2 separate regions of the Zea mays genome follow, and region 1 is linked to region 2. A link is a contact called in public Hi-C data. All regions are on one chromosome and are shown on one strand. The core of a region is the stretch at or near the end of the contact, and the rest is flanking DNA. Distances in the headings are between cores, read along the strand shown.

Evidence for each region. Hi-C and Micro-C count contacts between places; a contact is called where the count stands out from the background.
Region 1: a Hi-C map of leaf shows a contact between it and region 2, with 2.8 times the contacts expected there. The contact joins the promoter of LOC103634590 here to the enhancer-like site in region 2. A contact is called at or near these places in 11 of 25 Hi-C or Micro-C datasets (bundle sheath, ear, endosperm and 4 more).

Annotation. Positions count from the first base shown.
Region 1 is chr1:53,040,683-53,043,382 of Zm-B73-REFERENCE-NAM-5.0, forward strand. It overlaps LOC103634590 (WUSCHEL-related homeobox 6), which reads right to left and starts at 1,338. Exons shown (of 3, transcript XM_008656954.2): 1 at 334-1,338. The coding sequence starts at 1,084.
Region 2 is chr1:53,144,404-53,147,103 of Zm-B73-REFERENCE-NAM-5.0, forward strand. No RefSeq gene overlaps it. Among protein-coding and RNA genes, the nearest start is that of LOC103634601, 69 kb to the right of the region's middle. Within about 2 kb of position 1,303, at least 19 of the 20 cell types and tissues checked have an H3K27ac peak or open chromatin away from gene starts, as enhancers often do. A contact at or near this core is called in bundle sheath, ear, endosperm and 3 more, where this site is marked.

The sequences.
Region 1 (2,700 bases), core at 88-2,587, 100 kb before region 2:
ACGACCGCTACATGGGAGGTAACCGAACAATACTTGAAGAACTAAAGAACAAGAACCGACGCAATTAATTAATGAAAGGAAGACCCAAAATAAAGCATGCGAGCCCAAAAGAACCAAGCTAGATCTCCTCGAATTCTGCATCAATTCCCTGCTACTTCGTCAACGAAAATACACGGACAAAATTGTAGTGGCGAGAACCAACGTTTTGACGTTTTCCATCAAAATCGTGTGGAGAAACACATGCATGAAATAGACGAAAGCCACCGATCCAAAAATTCGAAGACGAAACACGCAACAATTAAGCAAGATTAGTGTTCGGTAGTGTGTACTCACCTGCAGGTGATTCGCATGAGTAATACTGCTGGTGGTGTGCGTTGGAGCTCGGTGCCACAGAGGCCGAGGCGACGGTGCTCGCCGCCGCGAACCCCATCTGGCGGGAGATGGCGAAGAGATCGTCGCTGCCGCCACTGCTGTCCACGTCCCCCATCAGCCCTGTCGCCAGCGGCGACGAAGCGCCACACGACGCCTGGAAGTACCCACCGCCGCCGGTGCCGGGCACCCCGGCGGCTCCGAGCGCGAACAGCCCAAGAGAGGAGCCGCCAGTGCTTCCCGACGACGAGGAGGAGCTCGCCTGCTGCTCATACTGGCAGGCGGCGGTCCCGCCCATGGCCAAAGGATATTGTAGAGCGCCAGAAGGAAGGCCGACGGTTGCGCTAGCCGCGGGAGAGCTGTTGTTGGACGCGGAGGATGCCGCCGCCGCCGCCGCCGCCGCTGCGGCGGCCTGCATCTGGCGCTGGCGGCGGCGCGAGCGGGAGCGGCGGTTCTGGAACCAGTAGAAGACGTTGGCGTCCCCGACGGCGCCGAAGCGCTCGAGCAGCTTGCGGATGCGGACGGTTTCATCCTTGGGCGGGTTGACCATGCCGCTGTTGAAGATGGACTCGAGGATCAGTATCTGCTCCGGCTTCGGCGTCCACCGCGACCGCGCCGGCTCCCCGGTGCCCCGGCCTCCGCTACCGCCGCTTCCCCGCTCCTCGGGGCTGCCGCCCGACGACTGCCCGTCCGGGCTGTTGCTGCCCCCCTCCATCGATCGATCGAACTGCTAGCTGGTTAGGTGAAGAAGAACGTTGGTTCAGATTGGAATCTTTGGTTCTTGGATGGTTGTGTGTGCGCGCGACACACGATCGAGTAGTAGCGCGCACACACACACACTACGTACGTGTGAGAGGTGGGAGGGGCAGTAGATTCGGTGCTTCGACTTGGAGAGGATCGAGAGAGAAGTGGCTAGCTTGAGGAAGAGAGGCACCCGGTTTAGGAGACAGCCACGCTTGCACACTCATGCCTTTGTTGTGTGGTTGTACTTATAGGAGGGGCGGGGCCGGGCTACTAGACGATACTGAGCCATAGCTATCTTTTACTCTACTGGAGAGTGGTAAAAAAATTGTTTTTTTACTGCAAGCTTATCATTGTACGTAAAAGGGAAAACAAGTTCCATGTTGGTTAGGAGAACCGGAGGAGGAGCAAAGCGCTTTTCTATATAGTGCTGCTTATTAGGTGCTAGTTAACCAGCTTATTAAAGAATTTTAATTTCTCCACTAGCTAGTCTGATGATTGACGCCCAGTAATTGAACTCGGCACATATATTTATTACTAATATTAAAAGTACCGAGGAACATTTGACATTCCCTTGTTCTTTATCTCAGGAGAGATCACTGGAGGACGACACTTTGGGGAGGTGAATGATTATGTACTAAGAACATTCCATGTGAAGCTTTCCTGATGTTTGATCGCTATGGAAATTCCTTTCTACTTTTGCAAGGGTACAAACTGGTGGAGAACCCACTGCTGGCGTGTCTCCAGATATATGTATATATATATATATATTCACCAGAAGCTAGGTCACATCTCATATGGCAAGGATTTAGCTTGCTTGTTGAAGGAATTTTAGTGCTTATACATTGTGCTCTTCTTGGCTAGGAGTACTTGTGAGGTGTTAGGCCTTAGTTTAGGAGAAAACCCAGGAGAGAGTAGGTAGCATGATGACTAAGATGCCCACTGATTACTATCGGTGGGTTTTATGGGTGCAGTGCAGTGTGCAGTGTTTCTAGTGATAGCAACATTGTCTGGACGGCGTAATAATGGCCCAAGAAAGAAAAAAGAATCTTTACCTGCAGGTTCTTCGTATCTAACCCTCATCTCTGTAGCTATACTTCTATTTAACAACCCTCATATAATAAGCTTGCAGCTCATATTTTATTATTAGACGCAAAATTTGTTTGCGCGTGATTGCCTAGCTTTGATTCATCTGTGTTAGCTAGCCTGTGACTCATCTCCTCCGATCCTCAGCCGTGTTACTGGGCTCTCCCTGGCATGACAAAAGTTGCATTTTGTTATACATATGCTTGCAAGAGACGCTGCAACAGATAACCGAAACGACGTCGTCTTTTGCCTTAAATATTTTATTATTTCGCACAAATATATTTGCACGCTGCACTTGATTACTTTTTGCAGCTAACGTCCATATGGAATGACGGATTAGGTTCCTCTCCAATCAAATGGTGAGTTGCATCGATCAACATCACATAAAGAGCCCGGCTCGCGTGGCCATCATATCACGCGCGCGCCCAATACGTAAACAAATAAGAACAGACATCCGTGATTTCAACTCTCGTTCAACCATGAAAGAGAAGCACCCCAGTTCCC
Region 2 (2,700 bases), core at 53-2,552:
TGGAAAGGGTCGAGAGAAACTCGGTCCTTTAGTGGACTCCTCGATGGAGACGTAGGTTTCGTTGTGAAACCAAACTACGATAAACAAATTATCGTGTTCGTGTGTCCTTTCATTCGAAATTTGTTTTCTCCTTTCCTCCCTAAGTTCTCTTTCGTTGATCTTCATCTAAATTATCCATTGTTGCTCTAAGTCTTTAGATTCTACACATTCATAAGAGCAACATATTGCAAGACGAACTTATCCCTTATTCAATTGACCTACATCGTGTTCTAACCAATTAATTGAGATCAAGTTTTGTTTTTAAGTTGTAAATTTTAGGTTTCGTCTATTCATATCCTCTAGATGACGTTTAGTATTCCAACAGTTCCATGTAAAAGATCCCCATATGTAAAGGGACAAGAAAAGTCCATGTACATATAGGGGAGTATTATGCTCCCATATATTTATGTCGTTTATTTACGATATTAATCTCGTGTGAGCTCCAAAATACAGTAATAATGTGTATTAGAGTAGTATAAATATAGTATATTTTTAAAAATTTCAAAAAAAAATGTTAAATAATTGAGTTACGTTATAGGGAGCTATATATATATAGAAAATGGTTGGAGACAAACTATATCTAGGAGAGAATATTTTAAGGGATGATAGTAAAATATATTAGAAAGTACTATATATGAGAGGAGGCGTACAAGAGAAATGGTTCGAGACAGAAAAATGTTGCGGGAGGTGAAAATATAGAGACGAGAATATATACCATAGTGGAATGAATATAGAGGGAAAAATTAGTGGTACTGCTGCGACAGCCTGAAGCACAGAGGAAGGAAGGCTCCAAGCCTACGTGGTCCCACCTTCAGGGTGACTAGGGCTGACGTGGTGTGGAGTGGACGTGACAGTGCCCTTGCAGGCAGTGGCAGGCGTAAGGGTCAGTTCCTGCAGGCAGGTAGCAGCAGTGCAACGCGGACGATGCAAAGAGATCCTCGCGGCGACCCATCACCCATCATTCCGCTTCCGCCGTCCACGTCTCCCCGCGTAAAAAGTGAAGGAGAAACGCGCGGACGAGTGGACGACGGCGAGCAGCGGAGGTAGATGACAAGGGGCGCAGCGGCGTGGGTTGGGCTCCTGGGTCGGTCGCGCCAGTCCGTGCTCTGCTCGCAGCACGCAGCGACGCGCTAGGACTGGGACGAAGGTCGTGCAGGGAAAGCGACAGCGCGGCAGGGCCAGAAAATGCTGTGCCGCCCCGCCCGGGATCGGGAGGCGACGACGCGGGGACTGCGGGCGCGGGGCGGGTCCGGCGGGGGCAGGGCACGGCGTCACGCCTGTCGGCACCCGCGTGCTGCCGCTTCCGCGCGCGGCTCAGCTCGCCCGACCCTGTCCGATCCGCACGTAGCTTTTCGCCGACCTCCTCGCGTCCGCTTCGACCTGGGTCGACGCGCCGGCTGGCGGTTGTGTGGGGGCGCCCATGCGTTCTCTTCTCGCCATGAAGATCCGCGGGCGGTATCCAGGATCCAACCCATCCGTCCATCGGAAGTTTTACTACTACTCACTACTACTGCCAAGTGTACTAGCTCCGCCACTCGCACTACCGTCCTGCTATGCTACCACCAGTAGTACAGAACTACGAGTACTCTATTTGGCTGATGCATGCAGGCATCTGTGCGCCAGAGCCGGCCCGTCCCATCCCCACTCACTTCACTGCACTTTTGGTTGCTTCCTGCTTCCCGCACAAAATTGTACTCCGCCGGCTCGAATCAATTTTATTACTCCAGCAACTCAACTTTACCGCGTCTGTCGTCACATAATAACTGATTTTTAGAGTTCAGAATGTGTCATATGCATCCTTAGGTATAAGATAACACAACTTTACTGGTCTCGCTTCTGGAAACAGCTTCTTTGTCGAGTGTCTGAAGCATTCGGTAAAGCCTGGAAAAGACTCAGCGAAGGCTTTACTAAGTGTGACACCCAACAAATAATTGAATAAGACTCGGTGAACTGTATATCGACAACGACTTCTTTGTCAAGTAATTTTTATCGAGCACTTACATAGAGCCGGTTTCCGATAGTGCCTCTTCATGAAGTGTACGTAATGACCGTAATATTCATAGGGATACATACAACTTTTTATGACATTATTTTTTCCATCTTAAATTTAGAAATACAGTTACTTTATTACTACTGGCCTGGCGTGACGGCACATGCACGTGACGGCGGACTTATAGCTTCTGTACATGCATATATTGGTAGGCGTACTTGCTTTTCCAACCTGAAATCTTTCCGAAAACCAGGAGTCCAGGCGACTATAGGACTGTCGTCTTCCGGTACGACGACGGCTCTAATTAAGTGTAAAATGTATTGCATCATTGCATGCATGTCAGTACATGTAGTAGTAGGTCCCTGGGGACGAGCCTTTTTTTTTTCGAATTTCCAATTAATTAGCTGGGGTAGAAGGCCACGCTTTGCTAAACGTTTACGGACACTACTGTGTGGGAACATGAACATTTATTTATTAATTTCTTGCGAGTTGCGAGTTGCAAAATTCTCTGGCGCATGCACGGCACGACCGTCGGCCGAAAAGTTCGGCCGTGCGAGGTGGACAAAACAAAACAAACCGACCGCGACCTGGACAGGAATTCCATCGCGTGTACTACCCGCTACTGCTGTTCACTGTCCCAAGTCCTTACCAAACCAATGATGCCAACATGC